2 separate regions of the Sus scrofa genome follow, and region 2 is linked to region 1. Evidence: chromatin contacts called from public HiChIP or PLAC-seq data. All regions are on one chromosome and are shown on one strand. The core of a region is the stretch at or near the end of the contact, and the rest is flanking DNA. Distances in the headings are between cores, read along the strand shown.

Region 1 (6,693 bases), core at 1,583-4,082:
AAAAAGCGCTTAATAACATCATCCTAGGAGCCTCTCTGTCGTAAATCTTCGGGACCCATCAACAATCTATCTCTTTCTATCCCCAAAAACTTTCCCAGATTCCTCTTCTCTAGCTGTGCTGAACTGCTGAAAACAGAAAAATGCAATTAAAATAAATCGTGATGGAGGGTAGAGGGGTAAGTACAAAATAAACTCCTAAAGGAAATTTCGCTCTTAGTTATATCTCATTTGAGGACTCCAGGATTGGCTATTATGTCTGCCTTTGCAGGTCCCTGGCAGTCACACCATCCTCACTGCAAAAACAGGAGTTAGCATCTGATACCTCCTCAACTTCCAGGCTTTCTGGATTTTGCAACTGATTAGAAGCCAGGAGTCAGATCAGGCATCGTTCTGAATCAGATCCTCAGAGGGAACCAGGTAGAAGGGTGGCTCAGTAAACAGCATCTGAATGAGGCAACCGGCCAGGTCTCACTTCCTCATTGCTGCAGGAACGTGCGCGGAAAAAGCAGCAGGTATGCTCTTGTTTGAAGGAAAGAAGAATTTTTTAAAAGCTCACTAGGGAGAGGCAGAGGAAGAAAACTGGGTGAGAATTCAGCATGAAGCAGTCAAAAGAGTGGGCCCCTCCTCCAAGCTGGCCTTACCTGATGCCATTTAAATCAACACAGAGCTGACCCCTGAGCAACACGGAGGTTAATCTGACTATAATTTATATTCAGCCCTTTGTATCTGCAGTGCCTAGAAATCTGCGGATTCAACCAACTGTGGACCATACAGTACTGCAGAATTTACTACTGACAAAAATCCACATCTAAGCGGACCTATGCAGTTCAAGCCTGTGTAGTTCAAGGGTCAACTGTGTATTTATTGACTCACTACTAGATACAAGGCAGATCTAGCCCGCAGCACTTCAAGAGACAAGAAAACGGGTTAAGATTAAGCCTCAACCCTCAGGAAGATTTCTTACCTGGAATTACAGTTCTTTGTTGCCATTTTCAATTTTAATGGTAGCAGACAGTTTCTAGACAGTCCATGTAACTTCAACAGCACCTAACCTGTCCTCCTAGGGAGCCTGGACCCTCCAGGAAAGACTGAACAAACTAAGGCCCTGGGAAAACCACAGCATCCTGTGGGCCTCCTCTCTTGACAATGGTCGTGACACATGGTACAAAATAACGCTTACCCTGGGAGTTCCCTTTGTGGCTCAGTGCTAACAAATCATGAGGACAAAGGTTCAATCCCTGGCCCCATTCAATGGGCTGAGGATCAAGTAAGCTGTCCCAGTTCGGATTAGGCACTGATGTGCTATGGCGTAGGCCGGCAGCTACAGCTCCAATTCGGCCCCTAGCCTGGGAACTTCCAAATGCCGTGGGTGCGGCCCTAAAAAGAGGAAGAAACAAACAACCAAACAAACAAAAACCTGTCACCTGATTTCGCAAGCTCCACAGCTATAGTCTAAAGCCCAAGACTCTCATTCAGAAGCTATGGGCTATTACTTACAGAAGAATCAGGCTTAGTTTCTAAGTAGGATCATCTACATTAAAAATAATGAAGGCTTGACTATACCGATGAAAGATACACTTGATTCATTTATCAGAATGCTTTAGAACTTGGTTCCAGGAAACGAGGCAACCCAAACCCAAAACTTCAAACAAATAAAAAAGTTTATTCGAAACTGCTGTGCAGGATATACCTTTTTTCCCCCCCATAGTGACAGCAGAAAAACATCAACTCCGAAAAGCAAAAAATCCACCTGTCTAGTTTGGGAGCAGTGAAAACTGCTATGGGGGCGGGGATGGAGGTAGATCATGCTCCCCGCCAGGCTGCATGCCCACCCCGGCTCAAGGTGGCTTCCTGCGATCACGCCCCAGCCGAGGCCCGGCCGCCCGCAGTTACCTGGTCCAGCGGGATGCCCAGGAGCTCGCTGAGCGGGTGCAGACAGGTGGAGCCGGTGGTGCGGTAGGACAGGCTGGACGGCGGCTCTGCTGCCATCCTGCATCTTCAGGAGACTGCTACCCCGGCCCCACGCCACCCTGCTGCGCGTCCTCTCGCCCAAGTGCGCGTGGGTGGCTGTCCCGAGGGGGCGCGCGGCCGCCTAGCTCGCGGTGACCCAGCAGCGAACCGGGAACGCGATCAAGCGCAAGCTCTTGGGGCGCAAACTTGGCGTTGGCGCTGCGGCCACGGGCGCGGTAGGAGGGCCGCGACCGAGCGCGCTCCGCTTCCCGCTCCCCTCCTCTCGCCGCTCATTGGCCGGGACGCCCGGGACGGCCCGGGAGGAGGGAGGGAGGGAGGAAAAGTGGGGACTCGGAGCCCGGCCCCCAAGCGCCACCCTGCCCTCCCTGCCCCGGCCGACCCGAGGAGGAAAGCGACGCCACGGGCGCCGCCGCTTAGCTCTGCGCCTGGTCGCGCGCAGCCCCGGGGGCGGGAGGAGCCTCTCCTCTTCCTTCTCCCGAGCTCGCCGTCCTCCCTGCCCCACAAAATGACTTCCCCCCGGGTTCCCCTGGCCGGCGCCGAGCCCTAGGGAGCACCCTGGCCCCACCCTGTTTTGGTTTCACTGCACGCTCGCCAACCCCGCCCTCCGGTCCCCGCGCGGGCTAAAATTTTCCTTCGCTTTCCTTGCAAGCTTTCTCCCTCGCAATCCTCGGGGCAGAAGGTTAATCTGCCGGTGGCTGGGAGCCCAAGGAGACCCCGGTACGCCCAGCCGCCCCCCCCAACCCCACCCCCACCCGCAGCACCCAGCCCCCTCTCTCCTTACATTCCTGTGGTCAAGGCGTAGTTTCCTACACCCTGATCTGCCATGGTCTGTGTCACACAAGCGCATACACCAGGACTACCGGCTTCTGACCCTGAATGTCTGACCCGCCCTCTGGATTAAGAACTCCTTTACCCCTGTAGGAAACAGGGCTACTGTTACATTAAACGCATTCTGATCAGTTTTTTTGCCTGCACCGGTTCTAAAAAGCGGCACCTCGCCCCTTCATTTCCGTGTCCTCAGACACCCAAGTGTATCACTGGCACTTGGAAAACTTTTCCAGTGGATTAATAGGTTTTGAGAATCATAAAATCTTGATCATTTCCAGGAACTGCTGTATGCTCGCTGATGGACAAGGCTTTCAGGAAAACAGTGTTGGCATGGGATGAGTAGGGGAAAAAAGAAAAGCGACTTGATGGGAATCCTCAGGCTTCGCCAGGTAACCAAGCCCAAATCTTTGAATCAGCAGTTTACCGGGGAGCTGTTAGGGAGCCAGGGAGCCAACCAAACAGGGGAACAGTAACCTTGAGGCAGAGCCAATACTGTTATCAATGTGGCCTGCAGCTTGAAATCCCACAGAAGGCCTCTCCGCCACTTGTTACAACTTCCTCTCCCAGGCTAGGCCTCACGCTGGCCTTCTGGGAGAGTTTCATCGCTAAAAAGCTGCACTGAACTTTAAAAGGCCAGGCCAGAGTTTCTCAATTCATGACCTCTATTGAGGAACAACAAAAAAAAAATGTCCTTACCACCACTCCCTGTGCTCATGGAGATTTTACAGAAGGCCACCATCACCAAATGACAATCTCTGCTTTATTCACACCACATGCGTGTGCGCGCGCACACACACACACACACTCACACATACATAGGCATATGCTTGAGGATAGATCAGGCTAGACAGGTTCATTAAATATTACATAGTTTTAGAAAATGACCAGAAGTGAAGCCATGTTCCTCTTATCTTTTTTTTTTTTTTTTTTTTTTTTTGTCTTTTTAGGGCCTCACCAGTGGCATATGGAGGTTCCCAGGCTAGGGGTCGAATCAGAGCTACAGCTGCTGGCCTACACCACAGCCACAGCAACACAGGATCTGAGCATGTCTTTGACCTATAGCACAGCTCATGGCAACACTGGATCCTTAACCCACTGAGCCAGGACAGGAATGGAACCCGCATCCTCATGGATACTAGCCAGGTTCATTAACCATCGAGCCATGATGGGAACTCCAAAAGAGGACCGAGCTGCTGCATGAGCCAGGAAATAAATGTTCCTGTTATCTTGAGTAAGATGACAGCTTAAGTGAGGTAGGTGTCTGAGGGCAGAAGGAGCTTGAAAATACTATTTTATTTTATTTATTAATTTTTTTTTGTCTTTTTGTCAAAAATTAGCCTTCACAGAGTTCCCGTCATGGCTCAATGGTTAACGAAGCCAACTAGGAACCATGAGGTTGCGGGTTTGATCCCTGGCCTCGCTCAGTGGGTTAAGGATTCCGAGTTGCCATGAGCTGTGGTGTAGGTCGCAGACGCGGCTAGGATCCCGTGTTGCTGTGGCTCTGGTGTAAGCTGGCAGCTACAGCTCCGATTAGACCCCTAGCCTGGCAACCTCCATATGCCTCGGATGCGGCCCTAGAAAAGGCAAAAAGACCAAAAAATTTTAAAAAATGAGTCTTCACATAGGCGTAGGTATAAAAACAGAAGATTAGCCCTATGTGGATTTTCTTCTGCTCAGCAAAACACAGATTAGAATCCTGTCTGAAGTTTTTTCCTTAAAAACACTGTAACACTGCTTAGATCTTGAAAACAAAACATCACAGAATTCTGTACTCCTGGAGACAATGAATGCTCAAACAACTATTAGATGATCTAATATCAAAAGAATGGATCAGTAACTCTATAAGCTTAATTAAATTGTCTTCTGGAGGATGGAATATGATTCTAAGATGTAGAAGAGCATCACCTTGGACCCATCGCTCACTTTTCCTTCTCCTTTATCTCTCTTTGCATCCTCTGTCAATCACAAATTCATAATTATTATTATATGTTAGATGTAACATATCTAACTTTACAAAAGCTCTTTCATTTACCAGTGACAATAACCCATGTGGTAGATATCATAATTATTCTACAGATGAGAAAACTGGAATGTGGTTACGTTTAGAGAGGTTGAATAAAACATGCCTGTCTTATTCCAGAGCTTGGGCCTTTGCCTCCTCTAAAACAAAATAAGAGGTCCACTCACACACCCACATGCCTGTCATTCCTGCGAGTAGGCATTACCTTTGCTGTTCAGAAATGAGGGGACTGGGTGATGCTGCAGGCATCCAGTCTCACCTGATTTTCTGTCTGCAGTAGAATGAGACTCAATATCAAGGTCAAATTTTTCATCTCCTTTATGAAGCTATGCTCAGAAACTGAAGTCATCCAGAAGAGCCAGTGCTCATCCTGATGACCGGTCTAAAATTAAAGGCCAGACAAAAAAGGCCTGAAAAATGTTCCGGCAAATTTCAAGGAAGCAGCATGATACCATCCACTAATTAAACACTCAAAACCAGGAGTTCCTGTTGTGGCGCAGCAGAATCCAACTAGGAACCATGAGGTTGCAGATTCGATCCCTGGCCTTGCTCAGTGGTTAAGGATCCGGTGTTGCCATGAACTGTGGTGTAGGTCCCAGAGGTGGCTCAGATCTGGCATTGCTGTGGCTGTGGCCTTAGGCCAGCAGCTGTAGCTCCAATTTGACCCCTAGCCTTGGAAATTCCATATGCCTCAGGTGCAATCCTAAACAGCAAAAAAAAAAAAAAAAAAAAAAAAAATCCCAACTCAACATCAGTCTTCTGCCAATCCAGACCCAGCCAAAGATAGTCAAAGGACAAAACTGAATTAAAATCATCCTCAGGAGTTCCTGTCGTGGCGCAGTGGTTAACGAATCCGACTAGGAACCATGAGGTTGCGGGTTCAGTCCCTGCCCTTGCTCAGTGGGTTAATGATCCGGCGTTGCCGTGAGCTGTGGTGTAGGTTGCAGACGCGGCTCAGATCCCACGTTGCTGTGGCTCTGGCGTAGGCTGGTGGCCACAGCTCCGATTCGACCCCTAGCCTGGGAACCTCCATATGCTGCAGGAGCGGCCCAAAGAAATAGCAAAAAGACAAAAAAAAAAAATTAAAAAAAAAATCATCCTCAGACTTTACAATATGCCCTCAAGAAGTTAAATTCTAATGATTCAATGAAAAATAATCACCAACTTGGAGTTCCCACTGTGGTGCAGTGGGTTAAGGATCCGACATTGTCACTGCAGCGCCTCAGGTTGCTACTGGGAGCGGGTTTGATCGATCCCTGCCCCAAGACCTTCCACACATTGCAGGCACAGCAGAACAAACAAACAAAAAACAAACAAAAAAATCACCAACAGAGTTCCCTGGTGGTCTAATGGTTAGAACTCTGTGCTTTCACTGCTGTTGCGCAGGTTCAATCCCTAATTTGGGAACTGAGATCCCATATCAAGCTGTTATACACTGTGGCCAAAAAAAAAAAAAAAAAAAAAAATCACCAACCAAACTAATTAAAACCATCTATAAAGACATAACCCATGTAAAAATAAATTATCAATAATGTCACATATTTGTGTAATGACAGTTTGTATTCACAGAGCACACTCATTTATTTCACGCCCTTTGATCCTCCCCAAAACTCTGAGGTTGAAAGGGCAACAGTTACCACACTTATTATTACGTCATCATCCTCTCCATTTTTATTCATGAGACTATTAAGTTTCTGGTAACTTGCAGCTAACTGATCCAGCTAGTCAACAGTAAAAGCAGGATTCAAACTTGGCTATTCCACTGTTCTTTTTATTATACAGAAATCGTTTTATTATACTAGGAGTCCACCTTCAGGAAAACAGCAGAAATTGTTGCCTGAATAGACATTAAACTCCATGCATAACATTTGAGA
Region 2 (6,693 bases), core at 1,161-3,660, 150 kb after region 1:
TGAGCAGCAGAGCTGACTTTATTACCCTGAACTTCAGAGTCAGGATTCTATAATCCTCGCTAACCAGGATGAGGCCGTGCTCCTACCTTGGGACAAAGCTAAGCTGTCATGGCAAGTGGACATCCAGGGGCATTAGGGAGAGGCAAGGCTGGGAGTCAGATTCAATTACAAGGAGCAACCCAGCAAAATCACACAAAAGAGTAGAATCATAAATAGCTACCGCTTATTGAGCACTTGCTATATCCCAGGTAAAGTGCCATTTATTATTGCCTCTTTTCACCATAATCTTGCAATATCAGTATTACATTGTAGGTTATGTATAACCTACACAATATAATCCTATGTTCCTATTTTAACATACAAGAATACAGGATTTTATTTTTTATTTTAATTTATTTATTTTGTCTCTTGAGGGCCGCACCTGCTGCATATGGAGGTTCCAGGCTAGGGGTCTAATTGGAGCTGTAGCTGCTGACCTACGCCACAGCCACAGCCACGCCAGATCTGAGCCGCATCTTCGACCTACATGACAGCTCAGGGCAATGCCGGAGTCTTAACCCACTGAGCGAGGCCAGGGATCGGCCCGAAACCTCTTGGTTCCTAGTTGTATATGTTTCCGCTGCTCCATGACAGGAACTTGAGAATATGGGATTTTAAAGGTTAGCATTATATAGCCACTAAGTGGCAGCTAGAATGTAAACCCAGCTCACTCTGGCTCCAAAGCCCATTTTCCTTCTACTAAAATATGGTACTTCTCCACAAATCAATAACCTACCCCGGAATTTAGCATCTTAACTTCCAGCATCTCCTCTTCTCTCTTTGAACCCTCCCACCCCATCCTGGGGTGCAGTAGGCATCAAATGTTAAAAAAAAACATTTGTTTCTCTACCAAATACCCGATGTTAAAAAAAAATGTAACCTGACTAAGGTAGAATGGTACCTATTTCACACTTTTTAAACCAGAATCACAAGTGGGGATCTAGATTGTGAACACCTGCACCCTTGGGGCTGTGTCTCATCTATCTTACTGTAAGCACTCCTGAGGAGCTCAAGCAGAGATTTTGCACATAGTCCTAAGGCCTAGGTTTGTCTCTAATCTTAAAATGCAGGGTCTATGATGACTACGTGCATTATACCCCCCTTCCTCCCAAACCCTCACTACAGCCACCAAATGCATGCTGCTAGTGATGTTCTACAGCTGGTAATATCCAAGTAGTTACAGTACTAATTTCCTCTATAGTGACCCACAGTGGAAAGCAACACTGATGGAACAACATCAAGGAAGTTGCTAATACATTATGCCTCAAGCCCAATCAGGAATTGATGCCCTTTGAAAACCACCTAACCTGCCCTAAAGATAGTGTCGGTTTTGATGACAGAGCGTCCAAAAATGTTTGGGTATTGGGCCTTGGATCTTCAACCACCTTGAATGCAAGACCAAAATATTCCTGAGCCTGGTGTGAGGTTTAACAGTATTTTGAGCTCATCCTGTTTCAAACAGGGTAACAGGACTGAAGTAAGGAGTCCTAGCCTGAACTGACTGAAGTCTCATCAGGACTTTCGTAAGACTGAAACTGAGTTTTGGGAAATTATTACTATTAATCATGACAATAATAATAATAATGATGTCTTGCAAAAAGGCTTGAGGTACTGCAATCCTCATTATCCAGTGAGCCCAGATCAGCAGCTGGCAGTCTTCAATTTTAAGATCCATAAATACTTGCACCAATATAGACATTAATTTGACAATAATACTTTTCTGGTGGGAATTTCTAGTTTAGTAAAAAAAAAAAAAAAAAAAAAAATTAAAAATATTTTGGACTAGATGGGCCATCATGTTTCCTTTCAGTCAGATAACTTGCTAGGAAACCAAAATTGTAAAGTACTGGTGCCCAGCGTGCAGCATTTATTGGCAGCAAGACGTCATCTTGGGAAGCACGTACTTCTTCGGATTACAGTTTGGCGGATTAGAAACCCGCAGATCAGTCTAGGTTAGCCCAGATTAACTGCCCTGATTGCTTCTGGGCCAGTGACTTGGGGGTGGGGGTGGGTGTCTGCTGGACTCAAACCAATACTCGTGGTAAGATTTCACTCGGCAAAACATTCGGAGTTAATTTTTTACTTAAACCCCATCCAGGCTAATAATGAAGCTACCAGGAATGATTTGGAATGTTAACTAAATGGTGCCCGCAATCACGTCAGTCGAACCTTCTGCCCCCACGATTCTGTCTGCCCACATGCTTCTGTCTATCAGCCTCAACCTCTGGATCAGCTCTCGCCGCGGCATTGGTTGGATTTCAGGAAGGGAGATACCCACGATTTAAAGGGCTCAGTTTCCACATGCCAGGCGTCGTTCGCAAGGTCCAACTTGCCTTTGGCACATACTTGGGAGAATCTCCCGCTGCTGTTCATCTATTACACTGACTGGCTAAACGAAAGAGAGTTCCCGAAAGTGTCCCCTTGGTCACCTTGACAATTTCCAAAAGCGAAACTTGCACTCTAGACTAGATCCACACTGAGTCTGCGGGGCGCAGAGTCCCTGCCCAGGTCAGCAGCGCCAGCCCCGCAGGCGGGCGGGACCGGGGGCGGAGCCTGGACCAGGCGTGGTCTTCCGTGGGAGAGAAGGCAAGGCTTTACCCACCTCCTAAAAACCCCTGCCTCCCTCGCAGCCAATCAAGGAGGGCTATGCAAATAGGGCCCCTGTCGCCCCGGCAACCGTGATGCAAGGCAGCCAATGGAAACCGGCAGGTCCCGGCCCTGCTCCCCGATTGGGACTAAAAGAAGAAGACAGCGGCCCAATGGGCTGTGAGAACGGTCCTCGGCGGGTTGAGGGGCGGGGATATGCAAATTTGGTTTGAAAAGCCGGCGGGAAATCTGAGTTTCGCGGGAGGACCTTGGCGCGTAAACCGTATCCCTTCATTCATTGTCAGCAGCAGCTTCCTGGAGCCATTTTTCAGCTGCCGGCCGCAGCACCCGGGCTGCCGCCGCCGCCTCGCAATCCATTGCATCGGCCGCCCCCGACGCCTCCATCCCCCCTCGGGGCCCGATATCCGTGCGGCCGGGACCCTCCTCTCTCCAGAGCCCCGATTATTTTTGGCCCCCGGGCCCGTGCTTGCGGAAAAATAAAAAGAAAAGAGAGAGAAGGGGCTCGGAAGCGCCGGGCGGGGAGGAGAGAAGGAGGAGAGACTTGGAAACTCCGACTGCAAATAATAAAGAAATTGAAAACAATACGTTAATATACCATAGCAATAAAAAGCAGGAGCGAGAGATGAGAAAGGGGATCCAGCCCGCCCTGGAGCAGTACCTGGTGACCGCCGGGGGTGGGGAGGGGGCGGCTGTCGTCGCCACCGCCGCTGCAGCCTCCATGGACAAAAGGGCACTGCTAGCCAGCCCCGGCTTCCCCGCCGCCGCCGCCGCTGCTGCCGCCGCCCCGAGCGCATACATCCAGATCCTCACCACGAACACTTCCACCACCTCCTGTTCCTCCTCCCTCCAAAGCGGCGCCGTCGCCGCCGGCCCCCTCCTCCCCAGTGCCCCCGGCGTGGAGCAGACCGCCGGCAGCCTCCTCTACACCACGCCGCACGGACCCTCCAGCAGAGCCGGGCTGCTGCAGCAGCCACCAGCGCTGGGACGCGGCGGCAGCGGCGGCGGCGGCGGCCCTCCGGTAATGCCCTCCCGTTCCCACCGTCCCCAGCCCGGGCGGGAGGTGGGCTTGCACCACGCGGGGTGGTGGGCGCGCTGCGGGCAGCCCTGGGAGACCGCGGGGCCCAGCGTCGTGGGCCTCGGCGGCTGCCCCTCCAACGAGGGTTTATTGTTAGACTTGTGTGCTTCCCCCCAGCGCCCAGAGGGTCGGGGGGCTCCGCCAGGCGCGCGGGGCAACGGGGATCGCCTTGGCGCGAACCACAGCAAACACTCTAAAACTTTTCGCGGCCCCCCCTTCTTTTCCTGCACTTTTCCCTACCCCCACTCTCCCCTCCCCTCCAACTCGAAGCTTCCTCTTTCTCGGGCGTAGGAAGGGGTCACGCCCCGGATGGAGAAGGGGGTGGGGGAGGGAGTAGTGAACTGGGGAGTGGGGGGACTCCGGGGGGGGAACCGGGGGGCCCTGGGGGCAGTGGCCCCCCGCCGGTCTCGGGGGCCTGTTGGCAGCCGGGGGTCCCTCAGGCGTGCTCGGAGCGCAGGGGCTCTGGCAGGCTGCGCTTGACACATTTGGGGATCGGTAACTCCCGGCAACAAAGGGGCTGGGGGAAGCGGAGGGGGGCGTGCAGGGGGGAGGTGGAGCTGGAAGCCGGGTGCGGGCTGGGGCGGGGGCTGTCTGGGGGCGAGGGGCTAGCGGCTGGCGCCCCGGCCTGGGCGCATCCCGGCGGTGGCAGCGGCGGCGCCCGCGTGGCCCGAGCGCCCGGGCCTTCCTCACCGGGCCCCGGGCCTGCCCTTGACCCGCCTCTCCCCTTGCCCCTTCCTTCCCCGCCCTGTCCCCCTCTCCGCCCCCCGGCGACGGAGGGCGGGGGCAGCCGTGTTCCCGTCCCGCCGCCTGGGTCTGTCCCTCTCCCCGGGACCCGCCGGTGACGTTTCGCACACGTGCGCGGAGGACGCGCCTGTGACTGGGGAGGAGGCGGCGGCGGGAGGGGGCGCTGGAGGGGGAGAGGGGGCACCCACTTCCTCCTGCTCGCCGGCTCCCTGGCCTGGGACGGTCCCGGCGCCCTCGCACCCGCCCCCGGCGCGGCCACCCTCCCTCTCCTCTCCCCAACCCCCCCTCCCCACGGGCGCCCGCCCTCGCCCGGCGCCGCCGGTCTGTTCGGCCCTCTGGGCCCCCTCTCCAGCCGGCCCCCCCACCTCCCCCCGGAGCCAGGCTGGTTTCGGAAATGCCCTTACAGCAGCAGGTTAGTGACCGGGACTGCTCGGGGGCCGCCGCCGCCGCGGGGGCACGGGGATCTGTTGGGGGCTGAAGCCGTGAGGGTAGGCGGTTGAGCGGGGTTTTGGAGTGGGAACGGGGGGTTGGGTGCTCGAGGGAAATGAGTAAGCAAGAAAAATCTAACTAAGTAAATGCCCCGGCCTCGGGTTCTGGGAACCGCGGGGCAGGAGTGTCCGCCCCAGGGGGTGGGTATGGTGTTTACGCGTATTTTTTCCTAGGGGGCCGAGGGATGGGCGAGCGAAAACCGGAGGGGGGCTTCTCGCCAATGGCCGAGTTGAGCTCTGTTTTCTGTCTTCCTTCCCTTGTGCTGGAGGGGGAGGGGGGCGGGTCAGAGGGTAGGGTGTCTGTAGGATTCCCAGGCCACCCGCCACCCCCTCCCTTTGTCCCTGTAATTTATAAAGCGCTTTTGAGAGATGATTTAGGTCAAGATGCGGCTTCTCTTTTTGTTGGTACTAGAAAGAAGTGTGGTCCGGAGGTCTTCCCCCTTTCTCCTTTTCTCTCCTTCATTCCCTTCCTCCATGCCTCCTGCCTTCACCCTCGTGGTGAGGCTTGGCCCCCACGAGGCTCGAAACGAACCAGACCCAGTTAGAGACGTGGTTGGCTGATAATACCAGTCGTTGACCTCACCTTGTCTCGGCTCCAAATGGGCTTAATTTTTGGAGATCAAGATTTTGCAGAGATCCTTAAGAGAGTCGGCACATAGGCAGCACTTTGGGGAAGGGCATGGCTTTGGGAATAATGAAAGATGTGATTTCCTGACTCTTCCCGATTTCTCCTCGAGTTGGATCGTAACTGCTTTTCAGCCCCAGAGGTACTTGCCGGGGATGTGTGATTCTGGCTCAGTCGGGGAAGCTCATCGTGTTTTAGTGACTAGGGTCTGCCAGCAGGGGGGAAAGTACAGTACCTGCTCGCACACAGTATCCAGTGTGCGGGATTCGCAGTCATAAGAATGTGCCACGCTTCTATTAGCATTACGTACTGTTACTGACTTGAGGGAAACATGCTTGCATATATTTTAAGTATATTTGCCCCCTACCCGCTTCTGTCACTATTTCATGAACCTCATCTGAAACAGCCAGCTATTGACAGACTTCTTGGATTGGATTCAGATTTGTGGAAGGGTAGTTTTGATAATGGGAAATTGTGAGACCACCAGTGTGCTTTTTTTTTTTTTTTTTCTTCTTCTTTCTTTTAAATTTTAGCCCACTTTGACCAGGTCTCCAGAACCGTCTATCCAAACTTCTAGGTCGTTCATTGTATTGAAGTATTTAAAAAATTACCTTCACTACCTTCCAAGCTGTTTTAAAACTTTATCCTCCTTGCCATGAGATTATTATTCCGAAGTTATGAACAATGTATATAAAGTTGGTGGGTTTTTTTTTTTCTTAGCAAAATTATATTAGATTCTATTTAAGTCTGGAACTTTTATTGCTATTCTTTTCCCTAAGCAGGTGGGATAGGCATGGGGGGTAGCTAAGTGATTAGCTGAGCAAAGAGACTGTGTAATGACTTTGCATCCAAGAAGGGATTGAGAACTCCTGTTCAGGTGGTCAGCTGCAGGCCTACCTGGTTCTGATTCCACGTTCTATCTCAAGAACTTAACCCGGAGCAAATCTTCACCATTTTTTTAATGGGAAAAATAGCTGTAATAGTACTACTATACCAGCTGTGATTGCCTCTGTCATTTTCAGGTCCTATGATCTTAGGCAAATAACTTAATCTCTCAAAATAATTTCCTCTTCTGTAAAATATGGACAATAATAATACTAACTTGAAGATTCTTT

Evidence for each region. HiChIP or PLAC-seq counts read pairs in DNA pulled down with a chosen protein or histone mark.
Region 2: a contact with region 1 is called in an H3K27ac HiChIP or PLAC-seq map of alveolar macrophages. The contact joins the promoter of E2F3 here to the promoter of MBOAT1 in region 1. A contact is called at or near these places in 8 of 47 Hi-C or Micro-C datasets (alveolar macrophages, blood, fetal heart ventricle and 3 more) and 1 of 2 datasets of contacts at active chromatin or transcription factors (alveolar macrophages).

Annotation. Positions count from the first base shown.
Region 1 is chr7:15,641,500-15,648,192 of Sscrofa11.1, forward strand. MBOAT1 (lysophospholipid acyltransferase 1) reads right to left here and starts at 2,833. Exons shown (of 13, transcript XM_013977464.2): 1 at 2,753-2,833. The coding sequence starts at 2,818.
Region 2 is chr7:15,791,109-15,797,801 of Sscrofa11.1, forward strand. It overlaps E2F3 (transcription factor E2F3), which reads left to right and starts at 2,411. Exons shown (of 7, transcript XM_021098397.1): 1 at 2,411-3,664. The coding sequence starts at 3,269.